Regions from separate parts of the Sus scrofa genome. Here regions 1, 2 and 3 are each linked to region 4. The links are chromatin contacts, called in public HiChIP or PLAC-seq maps. All regions are on one chromosome and are shown on one strand. The core of a region is the stretch at or near the end of the contact, and the rest is flanking DNA. Distances in the headings are between cores, read along the strand shown. Region 1 overlaps ERGIC1 (endoplasmic reticulum-Golgi intermediate compartment protein 1). Region 2 holds the start of ATP6V0E1 (ATPase H+ transporting V0 subunit e1). Region 3 holds the start of DUSP1 (dual specificity phosphatase 1). Region 4 holds the start of SH3PXD2B (SH3 and PX domain-containing protein 2B).

Region 1 (2,723 bases), core at 149-2,648, 430 kb before region 4:
AGCAAGCTGTTCTGGCCGCTGGGCCACTGCCAAAGCCTCAGGGGAAGAAGCCTTGGGCAAAATAAGATCAGCTTTCTCCAGGGAGAGCTGATGGGGCAGGGTGACTGTCTGGGTCACAGCCCAGAGCTGAGGGACAGAGAAAAATAATAAAAAGGAGCATCAGCAGTAGGTACCATTGACCCAAAGCCTTCTTTGCGGGGTGGGTGGTTTTAAAGACACTGCCTTATTTGACAGCGCTCTTAGGAGGTGGCACCATCCCCATTTTATGCACAAGTAAACTGAGGCACAGTTCTGTGACCTGTCCCGGGTCCCATAGCTGGTAAGTGACTGAGTGGGTTTGAATCAGAACTTTGTTCCACAGCCCCACGCTCTTTCTGCTCAGACTGCACCTGCCTTCTCACATCTGTTCGTTGCTGTCAGCACTTGAGGGGTCCAGTGAGATGCCCCCCAAGAAATGGTGAATAAAAGAAAGAGGACTTCCCCTGGATTGTTAAGCAAAACCTCAGGTGGATCAGAGCACAACGGTGCCAAGTCACCTGAGAGAAAGGGGCTCCCAGCCTGGCAGACTCAGAGGCCCTGTGTTCAGACTGAGCAGCTGATGTGATCAAGAGCCCAGGTTCTGGAACGGGACGGGAAGCTGGTTCCAATCCCCACCCGGCCACTTTATAGCTCCGGGGCCACCTCTCAGTGCCTCAGTGGCCAAATCCGTATAATGGGGGCAGTAACAGTCCCAATATCAGAACTGCCATGATGACTGAAAAAGATGGGGACCTAGAGAGCTTAGCACAATGTCCAGCAAAGCAGTCCATTAGCGATAGCTTCTACTCTTACTATTATTATTAGAGTCAAACAATATATTGCTTACAATGGACTTGGGCAGTCCTGGGACAGGATAAAAAATGAGAGTCCTGGTGTAGACAGCCTCGTGGGGGTGTCTCAACTGATAAGCTTCAAACCACTGTCTATCACCCCAATCTGCTGGCTCCGATTATGCTTTACTTCCTACCAAGGCCTGTCTGCTTCTCCATGACACTGAGTGTTGGGGTCCTGGGACATACCTGTTTACAAACGGCCATCTGGTGTAATTTGAGAATCTCACAATTTTGGATAAAGAGCTTGTTGCCTCAAGAGCTGGAGCATCTGCTGTGTGCTAATCAATCAGGGTCTTGCGTGTGGAGGACTGGGGTCAGATGTAGGGCCGAGGAGGTGTTTGCAACACCTGGACCTTTGGGGCAGGCCACCCGCCTGCTCTTTCTCAAACATGTCACACCCTATCTTGCAGTTAGATTTCTTCCCCTTAACTCTGAGACTGGCCTCCCATCTTTACCCAGGCAGATCACCCAGGAAAAGTCCCTTAAAGGGAAATCACAGGAAATCAAGCCAGACACTTGTCATCTCTGATCTTGGCCAGCAGAGGGCGTGATTGCACGCAGCTGGGCTCAGCTGCCACCCGCATACCTTGTTGGCCACCGTGTATTGGTAAGAGTACCGTTGCTTGCCACTCTTGTCCTCGTAAACCGTGGGCACGATCTTCAGGATGTAGTCGTGGGAGGCGAGAGCTGAGGGAAGGACACAGCAGCATGAAGCACGGGGGTGGGCACTGCCTGGCTGGCAGCTCTTTCTACGTCAGTTCAACCCTAGACGTGCTTGGCATTGCCACGGGGTGGGAGGGACTCAGCCTGCATAATTTTGCCACCAAACCACCCCTCTTCTTTTTGAAAGACTCCATCTGTCAGTATCTTTACTCCTGCACTGTATAGAATATTAAATTCTAGAAACGACCTAAATGTCCATCAATAGGGCAAGTGCTGAGGAGGGGCTGCTGGAAGAAACCACTTGTTTGGTGAAAAGAATTAAGTTACAGACCAGGGTGAATAATGTGATTCCCTGGATTAGGAGCAGGGAAGACTCACTCCTTTACATGCGTGAATACACAGAAGAATTTTCTGCAAAGATACCCAAGAAACTATTAGCAGTTTTAGCATCTGGGAGGGAACGTGGGATTTGATAAATGTCATATTTCTTCATGCACCTTCTTATCCTGTTTGAATTCTGTTACTTTCGAAACAAACTGGGTTCAAGTTTTAAAGATGAAAAACCGGGGAGCTCCTATTGTGGCTCAGCGGTTACGAACCCGACTAGGAACCATGAGGTTGCAGGTTTGATTTCTGGCCTTGATCAATGGGTTAAGGATCCGGCGCTGCCTGTGGTGTAGGTCACAGATGTGGCTCAGATCCCATATTGCTGTGGCTCTGGCATACGCCGGCAGCTGCAGCTCTAACTGGACCCCTAGCCTGGGAACCTCCATATGGCACAGGTGCAGCCCTAAAAAGCAAAAAAACCCAACCAACCAACCATCCAACCAAAAAAAAAGAAAAAGAAAAACTGCATCGATAAAGAACTGATTAATTTCTTCCCTCATTTTCTCATTTTCAATTAATGGGAGGTCAGTTGTCCCCTGAACTGGTCCTGTGGGATTACTCTGTAACTCTTACCCCATCCCTGCTGGATGAGGGAGGCTGCAGGGGGCGGGGTGGGGTGGGGGACTCAGCCTTACTCATCTTTCTGTCCCCAGAACCCTGCGCAGGGCCTGGTACAGAGTGGACAGTGGCAAATGCTTATTGAATGAATGAATGGAGAGATGGATGACTGGTCAGAGACATGAATGGGAGAACAGATGAATCAGCTTCTGATAAGCATGAAGTAACCGGAATCAGACACCG
Region 2 (2,995 bases), core at 118-2,617, 470 kb before region 4:
GAGTACCCACCATGGCTCAGCAGAAACAATCTGACTAGCATCCATGAGGACGCAGGTTTGATCTCTGGCCTCACTCAGTGGGTTAAAGATCTGGCGTTGCACTAAGCTGTGGTGTAGGTTGCAGATGCGGCTTGAATCTGTTATTACTGTCCTGTAGCGTAGGCCAGCAACTACAGCTCCAATTAGACCCCTAGCCTGGGAACCTCCATATGCTGTGGGTGCGGCCCTAAAATAAAAAAACTAAAAAATAAGAATTTATTGAATGTCCACTATACATGCAAAACACTATGAAGCCACCAATTAGTTTCAAAGAATAAAACAAGAGATGGTGCTCCCCCAAACTGTGAATTCAATCTAAGTTTCACCCCACATGATCTTACAGTGAGAAGAAAATGACTAAAAGGCAAAAGAGGAACCAGAAAGAGGGTGTTTCAGAGTTCCTTTGAGAACACTCTGCTTCACACCACAATTTTTAAAAAGTTTACTTACCAAACAGATAAATCTCTATCTAACAAAGAAGTCTGGGAAAAAAGTCTCCTTAAAAGCCTTTCTTAAGGATCTCTTAAGCTTCTAAGAGCTTGTTACACTCACATACCAGCGCCCTCCAAAAGGTATGACGCAGGGGTTTCTAAACAATACCTCCAGCTCTTCGGTAATTAATCTCGCTTTAGATCAGGCCCCAGCTACCTCCTGGCGCCCACTAGATGCAAGGCCTGGGCTCAATGTCATTGCACAAGCTTGTCCTGTGCAACTGCGAGAGGCTGCGAGGCAGAGAGGGCCATTTCTGTTTTATTTATTTGATCCGTTCCTTCAAAGATTAGGCAAACGAGGCCTCATTTGGGTGGACGGCAGGGCTAAAGAGGCAATAGTCGTCTAGGGACGAACCGCAACTTCTCTTTTGAATCGATATAAACCCATTTCCGACTGTACCGTCCTACAGAGGGACGTGGTGAGAAAAAATTCCCCTAAAACTCCTTCTCGAGGGTCTGGCGGAGGTCAAACTCCTCACGCTCGGGCCGGGAGACATGGAGGCTGCTGAGATAAGGAAACTGCGGGGCTGCACGCGGCTCGGGGCCTGACTCTGGACTGCAGGACTACCCGGGGAAGGTCTCTGACCAGTGCAGGGTCGCCCTCTCCCCCGCCCGGCCCGGCCGGTCCTCACCGCGCGTCCCACCCCAGGCAGGCCTGGCGCACTTACCCCCGGTTGGGACCCTTAGGGATGAACCAGGGAACCAGGAAGCCGACGAAGCCCCAGAACACGCTCATCACGATGAGAGGCACCGTGAGGCCGGTATACGCCATGGTTGCCGTCGGAGCTGCCAGCCCCTGCCCCGCCGCCTCACTTAGGTGCCACCCGGAAGTGTCAACACAGACCGCGTGATCGGCGGGCGCAAAGACCCGCCTCCTGCGCCTCACGTGACCGCGCGCCGGGCCCGCCCCTCTGGGGCCGGGCTATAGAGCCCCGCCCTCTCCCGGAGGGTCTCGGAGCTTACTGCCTGTTGACAGAAGGCGCTCGCTCTGTAGCCCCAGAGGTAAGTGTCAAGTCACCAAGGGCTTAGCAGTTTCCGGGCAAGAACGTGGCCCTTTTAAGAAATACATGTAGTTATTTACAGCTTTAGCTTCTTATGCAACAAACGTGTAGAAAACTTCATAGTAATTTTCTGTTCAGAATTCCTGTGTGCCAGGCACTGGTATATGAGTTAAGTGCTTGAGTTCTTTTCGAACACCTCACTACAGCCTATGAAGTAGTTTTAATTACTGTACCCACTTTGCACCTAAAGAAACTGAGGTCCAGGGAGCAGGTTACAATTTTTGCCCAGAGTCTGGTACCTAGTAAGTGGCAGAGCCAAGATTCAACCTTTGATGATGTGATTTTCAAGGCCAGCGCTCTTAGCTACTGACCTACTGTTAGACTTGTGCACTGAGCCAGGTTTTGGGGTTACAGAAATCAGACACCACCACCCGCTCTAGGAATTCATGAACTGGTGAGGAGAAGGACTTGTGAGCAGGTCACTCAGTGCAGTGTCAAGATAGAGGGAACCAAAGAGCATGACTGTCCACCGCAGCCAGTTCTGAGCAGAGCCTTGAAAAGGGAGTAGGAATTAAAGCCAGAATATTGAGGAGAAGGTAACGTGGACTTTCTAATGCACGCCAAGCTTCACATACGTTCACTGTAGTATGTATGTGACAACCTTGGAACAGTGAAAGAACCCCTTTCTGGAAGAGCTCTCAGACAGAAGCAAGATGGAAAGCAAATCCATAAACCAATCCAACGTACTTTACCCTGGACCATGGTTTTTCTGCAGTAGTCACCTTTCTTCACCTCGAATTACCTCCTGATTTCTTTCTTCATTCAACTAGAATGGACCCTGTATTAAATGAGAAGTTGGACCAATGATCTTTAACATCTGTACCAACTCTTCAAATATGATGCCCAGCCTTCACCTGAAGGACAAGGTAGGAAACTAGTTGGTCTCCTTTGTGCTCATATTGCTCCCCCAGCAGCTCAGTTGCGGCAAAAATTCTATTGTCCTTAAGTTCCAGTCCAAGTACCACGCTCTCCAAGACCTATTTCATTGCATTAATGCATGTCTTGTGGCCTTGTACTTCTGTGTGTGCATAATCAAGCCAACCCTCTACTAGAGGATAGAGTGCTTGAGAATGAGCGTGTTAAACTGATCTTTGCCCCCTAGGAGCACTTTATACATGGAAGGTGCTTAATAAACACTTGTACAACTTATCTGAATAGTTAAGAAAGGGTGAGATCACCCTGATCTCTATCAGAGAAAAAAGTTTGCTCCTATTTTCTTTCAATTTCCTTTTTTTAAAAAAAAAAAACTCTCTTCTAATTGTGGTAAAACATACATAACAAAAAATTTACCTTCTTAACCATTTTTAAGTTTTCAGTCCAGTAGTGTTAAGTATATTTACACTGCCGTGTACCTGAGCTGATCTCCAGAACTTTTGCAAACCCACTACGAAACTCCCCATTTGC
Region 3 (2,700 bases), core at 122-2,621, 270 kb before region 4:
CGTGGGGGCTGGGCCCGGCTCCTGTTCCTGACTCCTGTTCCCAGCTGGAGGCTCCCAGCCCAGGGCAGAGTTAGGTGCTCAATCAGTGCACATTTGGGGAATAAAGAGATGGAGTGGCTACAACTGTCTTTAAGTAAACGTGACCCAAAACATGTCTGGCGGCCTCGGGAGGGCGCTGTCGAGCCGCGCTGGGGGGGGGGTCCGCCTCCCTTAACACGGAACCCCGCAGTCCTCGACCTGACTTTACGACCCCCCCGACCAGGATTTCAGCCCTCTGAAATCTTCTAACCTTTCTTAGTTCACAATGGTCTGGGCAAGCACATGACTGAGAAAGACCTTTTTCCTCTTGGGTTTGACTGGAAGGCATTTTACTTGTTAAATGTACATTTTATTTTTAAGTAACAGGAGAGTAGTCTGGGGAGTAGGAAAATATTTCCCTGAACACCTCCACCCCAACTCACCCCGGTTGTTCTTGGCTGGACAAACTCGTTAATTTTCCTCCAACCTTCATTTCAGGCTCCTCTCTGTCCCTCGACCCCCAGCAGCGTGATGCTGGGCAAGTAAATAGCCTCTCCTTGAGAACCTGTTTCCTCGCCTGTTGGGGATGAGGAAATGAGAGAAAGGGGCCCACATCTCTGCAAAAACGCAGGAAACCCCTTTCCGTTCTGCTCTGCGGCGGAGGGGGCGCGGGGAAGGGGCACAGGGCGGGGGGAAGGGAGGCGGAGGCCGGTGGCATGCGGCCTGATCTCCCAGCCGCTCTCAACACCGAGGTCAGCCTTCAGCTGCTCGCGCGCCCTTCCTCTCTCCTCCCTGCCGGTCCCGGAGAGTAGCTCGGGCCAGCTCCCCGGGGACGCGCCAGGCGCAGGCCGGACGGCCCGGCGGGGGATGGGACCCGAGCCAGAGCGCAGCCAGCGGACCCCACTCAGAGGCCGATGACGTCTTCCCCTTTGGCTCGGCCGGCGCCAAGCCCGGCAGGGCGGGTGACGTCACCACACCGGTCACGTGACCGTCATTCAAACAAACAACCCCCTCCCCTTGCGCGCGCGCGCGCGCGCGCGCCTCCGCGCGCCCCTCCCCGCCCCGCCCGCCGAGAGGCCACATATAAGCGCGCTTCCCGCGGGTCTGACTCGCCGTGAAGGACGTTGGGGTTGTAGGTTCTACGCGGGTTGGAGGGGCAGGCAGGGGAGCAGTAAGGAACCCGAGGCGGTCGAGAGACCCGCACGAAGACCCTTCGCTCAGCCCAGAGGCAGTTTGGAGTTTGGCTTAAAGAAAACGAGGGTCAGGCTTTTCCTCGAAAGCCGTCGCCCTCCCCTTGGCTTCCGAGGACAAAGAGCACAAGAAGACTTCACGCTGGGGGCGCTGGGGCCGGCCATGGTCATGGAAGTGGGATCCCTGGACGCCGGAGGCCTGAGGACGCTGCTGCGGGAGCGCGCGGCGCAGTGTCTGCTGTTGGACTGTCGCTCCTTCTTCGCTTTCAACGCCGGCCACATCGCCGGCTCCGTCAACGTGCGCTTCAGTACCATCGTGCGGCGCCGGGCCAAGGGCGCCATGGGCCTGGAGCACATCGTGCCCAACGCGGAGCTGCGCGGCCGCCTGCTGGCCGGCGCCTACCACGCCGTGGTGCTGCTGGACGAGCGCAGCGCTGCCTTGGAGTGCGCCAAACGCGACGGCACCCTGGCTCTGGCCGCCGGAGCGCTCTGCCGCGAGGCGCGCGGCGCGCAAATCTTCTTGCTCAAAGGTACGCCCTCGGGGACGCTCAGGGGCGGGCCGCACGCCCCCTGTCGCCTAGCCCGGGGACCCCCGGCTCTCAGCATCTAGGGGACTGCCCCACCTGGAGCGCCTGGGCGCTCGATCCGCATTCTGGGGACTTGTTGGCTTTGTTTGGTCTGTGAACAAAGACTCGCCTGGGCCTCTCCGGGGTAAACTTCCAGTCCCGTTGGATAGCGGAGTTGTTTGAAGGGTGCCCTGTGTCGGCGGTACTAATGGGAAAAAAAATGTCTCTTTGTATTCCCAGGAGGATATGAAGCTTTTTCTGTTTCCTGCCCGGAGCTCTGCAGCAAACAGTCGACCCCCATGGGGCTCAGCCTTCCCCTGAGTACTAGCGTCCCTGACAGCACCGAATCAGGGTGCAGTTCTTGCAGCACTCCACTCTACGATCAGGTTAGTAGGGGGCCTTACCAGAGGGGAGAAGGAACAGCTGGTAAATGTAGGAGAATATAGAAAGTGACATGCAGCTTTATTTATAACGGGGGACACGGGGATATTTATCCCGTGGTTAAGTGGTATGATGGAGCTGAGTCTCTAATTGTTGGCACTACAGAAGTGAACTTTGTTGGCCCTGCCCAAGCAACTGGGCTTAGTCCCCTATTTTCTATACCAGCAAGATGCTGCGAAGGTCACCCAGTATTGAAACTGACTTGTTCAGGGAGTTTTTGTGGGTGTGGGCATGAGCATTGCCATTGAACAAGGCTTGACAAGTGTTGGATGTTTCTGGATTTCAGGGTGGCCCAGTGGAGATCCTACCCTTTCTCTACCTGGGGAGTGCCTACCATGCTTCTCGCAAGGACATGCTGGATGCCTTGGGTATCACTGCCTTGATCAACGTCTCGGCCAACTGTCCCAACCATTTTGAGGGTCACTACCAGTACAAGAGCATCCCCGTTGAGGACAACCACAAGGCGGACATCAGCTCCTGGTTCA
Region 4 (2,929 bases), core at 332-2,831:
GGCAAGGGTCCAGCGCCAGCAGGACTGTTACCACCCTTAGAGGGAAAAATGTTTGCGGGACCCTGCGAGAGCCTGCATGGGGAAGGCGCCTTCGGTAAGGACAGCCCAGCAGGAAGGGAGCTTGGGAAGTGACCACCCCGACCTCTCTCTCCTCCTGGCCTCAATCTCCTGCCAAGGACTCCCACTAACCAAGCCTCACCCGAAGCCAGAGGACAGGGAGCTCATCAGTGGCATCCTCATCGGCCAGCCTCCAGGGCCTGAGCAGGATGGTAAAACCTGGCAAGGAAGTCAGAGGGGCAAGGAGTTGGGCGGAGTCAAAATGAACTGGCACCAGACTCTCCAGTGGCTTGGCCAGAGCTGCTGACACGCATCCTGCCTGGATCACCACCACCACCACCCTCTTTCAAAGGCTCACCCTGGATTTAGGATGCGAAGAAGCTCTGGGCTCCTTCAGGCCTGGAGGGGAGCTGTGTGGTTTGCTGGAAGGAGCCCTGCTTACTCGTGTAAAACATTGGCCGGGGGCCTAAACCTCCTATCCATGCATTATGCGTACATTCATTCAGACATTTGTTCAGCCAGCATCTCCTGAAAATGACTCAGTGCCAAGCCAGGCCTCGGAGGCGCTGGATGAAGAAATGTGGAGCAGCCCAAGCCACCCTCTGCTTTAACTTGTGAAATATGCCTAGAGCCAGACACAGATGGGGTCCCGACACCAGCTCTGTGACTCTGGGGGCTACTCTCAGACACCTCCTCTGTAATATGGGTCTGCAACCCCCTCTTCTCCCCACAGCTGTCCTGACAATTCAGAGACCATGTCCCCCAAAGCAAGAGGCACTGCACCAGGCAGGGAGTAAGTGCTTCACGTTTGGGAGTCAATGGCCTTGTGAACAGGCATCCACTGCCCTTCACCCATTCACCACCCTCTCACCCTGTTTTGCTGCTATTGTCATTGTATTGTACTTGCATTTGTTGGGGTTTTTTTTTTGTTTGTTTGTTTGTTTTTCTCCCCCTCTCCCCATCTCTCAGACTGTAAGCCTAGGAGGAGAAGCTGCTGGCCTCTTGCACCTCCCGGAATCCCCATGGCTTGAGGCTGAGTTTACAAATGACAACATTTATAGTGGCTCTGACCTCACAGGCACTTAATCCTGAGGACAGCCCCGGTTGGTAGGCGTCAGCACTAGGCCCATTTTATAGATGAACAAACTGAGCTCAGAGAGGTTAAGCCACTTGCCCAAGGTCACAGAGTTGAATAGCGGCAGAGTTGGACTTTGAACCCAGGAGTTTGGCCGTCAAATCCAGCGCCCGACCGCGACTATCAGAAAGAGAGTGCGGGAATGAACCCACCAGGCCATCAGTGCTCGCACGGCGGATGCCCGCCTGTCCCCTCTCCTGGCCGCGGGGGCTCGCCGCTGGGACAAAGGCCCTGCGGAGGCCGGACGTGGGCCAGTCAGGTCCGCGCGCCGGGAGGCGGGAGTTGGGACCGGCCCTTTAAGGGGGGCGGGCCGGCGGCGCGGGGGGCGGGCCGGGGGCGGGCCGGAGGCGGGCGGCGGCGGCGGCGGCCGGGCCGGAGGGCGCGCGGAGCGAAGGGCGGCGGCGGCTGCAGCGGCTCGTGCTCGGCCCGGGTTCTGGATCGCGCTCGGCCCCCGGCTCCCGGTCCGCGTCAGCGCGCCCCCTGCATCCCGCGCCTCCAGCCCTCGCGCTCGGCCCCGCAGAGGAGCGGCCATGCCGCCGCGGCGCAGCATCGTGGAGGTGAAGGTACTGGACGTGCAGAAGCGGCGGGTGCCCAACAAGCATTATGTGAGTATCGCGCGGCCCCCACGCCCCCTCGAGCCGGTGCCCTGCTGGGGGCAACCGAGAGCCCCCCGGCTCTGAAAACTTCTGCCTCCTGCTCTTTCTCCCCCACCTCCCCTTCTCTCCCCGCCTCGGCCCTGCTGCTGAGCTGCCCGGGTCTTTCCCGGCTCCTCCCTCTCTCCCCCTCCCCTCCTCTCTTTTGCCCTGTTCCGCTCTTCCACCCGCTCCTCCCGCCTCGCCCCCACCTCGCCTCTTTGCCGCCCCTTCCCCTTGCTCCCTGTGTCCCCTACTCCCGTCCTGCCCTTCCCAAGTCTGGCCCCAGCCGGTGTAGGAAACAGACAGAAAGAGAGAGAGGCGCCAGTTCCCAGGCCGCCCGCCCTGTCCCTCCTTGTCCGGAGGCGCTCAGACCCGCAGTGCCCAGCCACAGGTAGCCCCACCAGGGATCGCCAAGTTGGTTCCCCCCTTTCGGAGGGGCCAGGCCGAGCGGTGAAGGTCTCTGCGAATGGATGCTTTGAGTGCCTGCAGCATGAAAAGGTGCACAAAAAACCCCGGAAAACAAAACCAGTCTCTGCTCCTTCTCTCCAGTAACTTCTGTTTTAAAATGTATTAAAGTTTTCTCCTGGTAGTTCCCTGGCAAAATAGGAATCGTGTTTAGTGCTGGCGACGACTTGAGAAAATGGGCGGGTAGCATCGTTTTGCGGATGGGAAAGCTGAGGCTCCAGGAGACTTCGGGTTCTGGAACAAGGCATTCGGTGTTCCCTGCCTCTGGAACGTGTGCCTGGGGCAGGTGGTGATCCCCTAGATGAGAAATGGTTTCCACGGCGTCTTGAAGCTGAATCTGTGGGTTCAGGGGGCCTCTCAGGGGCCCGAGCTTCTAGGTGGAGGGATAATGGGTCTGTGGGTTGGTGGACCCAGGGGAGGCCTTGGGGAGGCCTCTCTGGAGGAGGGAAGAGGGCTGTGGTGTCTCTGGTGGTGAGAAGGGGGCAGTGGCAGCGCCTAGCTGCAGAGAAGTTAAGCAGGAAGGAAAAAAGAGCAAGAGGGAGGGAAAAAAAAATCCTAACAAAGAAGTATAGAACAATAAAGAGCAAGGGGCGTTGGCTGGCTACATTCAGCGCCTTGACCTCCCAGTAAGTCGTCT

What was found. HiChIP or PLAC-seq counts read pairs in DNA pulled down with a chosen protein or histone mark.
Region 1: a contact with region 4 is called in an H3K27ac HiChIP or PLAC-seq map of alveolar macrophages, with 7 times the contacts expected there. The contact joins the enhancer-like site here to the promoter of SH3PXD2B in region 4. A contact is called at or near these places in 1 of 5 promoter capture datasets (liver), 4 of 47 Hi-C or Micro-C datasets (alveolar macrophages, heart right ventricle, mesenteric adipose tissue and 1 more) and 1 of 2 datasets of contacts at active chromatin or transcription factors (alveolar macrophages).
Region 2: an H3K27ac HiChIP or PLAC-seq map of alveolar macrophages shows a contact between it and region 4. The contact joins the promoter of ATP6V0E1 here to the promoter of SH3PXD2B in region 4. A contact is called at or near these places in 2 of 5 promoter capture datasets (fetal liver and fetal skeletal muscle) and 1 of 2 datasets of contacts at active chromatin or transcription factors (alveolar macrophages).
Region 3: an H3K27ac HiChIP or PLAC-seq map of alveolar macrophages shows a contact between it and region 4. The contact joins the promoter of DUSP1 here to the promoter of SH3PXD2B in region 4. A contact is called at or near these places in 2 of 47 Hi-C or Micro-C datasets (embryonic fibroblasts and liver) and 1 of 2 datasets of contacts at active chromatin or transcription factors (alveolar macrophages).

Annotation. Positions count from the first base shown.
Region 1 is chr16:51,299,878-51,302,600 of Sscrofa11.1, forward strand. It overlaps ERGIC1 (endoplasmic reticulum-Golgi intermediate compartment protein 1), which reads right to left. Exons shown (of 10, transcript XM_003134052.6): 8 at 1,459-1,559. Among named protein-coding and RNA genes, the nearest start is that of RPL26L1, 25 kb to the left of the region's middle. Within about 2 kb of position 1,399, at least 28 of the 83 cell types and tissues checked have an H3K27ac peak or open chromatin away from gene starts, as enhancers often do. A contact at or near this core is called in alveolar macrophages, liver and skeletal muscle, where this site is marked.
Region 2 is chr16:51,259,304-51,262,298 of Sscrofa11.1, forward strand. ATP6V0E1 (ATPase H+ transporting V0 subunit e1) reads right to left here and starts at 1,368. Exons shown (of 3, transcript NM_001044579.1): 1 at 1,199-1,368. The coding sequence starts at 1,302.
Region 3 is chr16:51,456,891-51,459,590 of Sscrofa11.1, forward strand. DUSP1 (dual specificity phosphatase 1) reads left to right here and starts at 1,372. Exons shown (of 5, transcript NM_001256075.1): 1 at 1,372-1,738; 2 at 2,015-2,160; 3 at 2,502-2,700. The coding sequence starts at 1,372. LOC102166710 (a long non-coding RNA gene) reads right to left here and starts at 992. Exons shown (of 5, transcript XR_001304774.2): 1 at 462-992.
Region 4 is chr16:51,731,589-51,734,517 of Sscrofa11.1, forward strand. SH3PXD2B (SH3 and PX domain-containing protein 2B) reads left to right here and starts at 1,582. Exons shown (of 14, transcript XM_021077089.1): 1 at 1,582-1,797. The coding sequence starts at 1,723.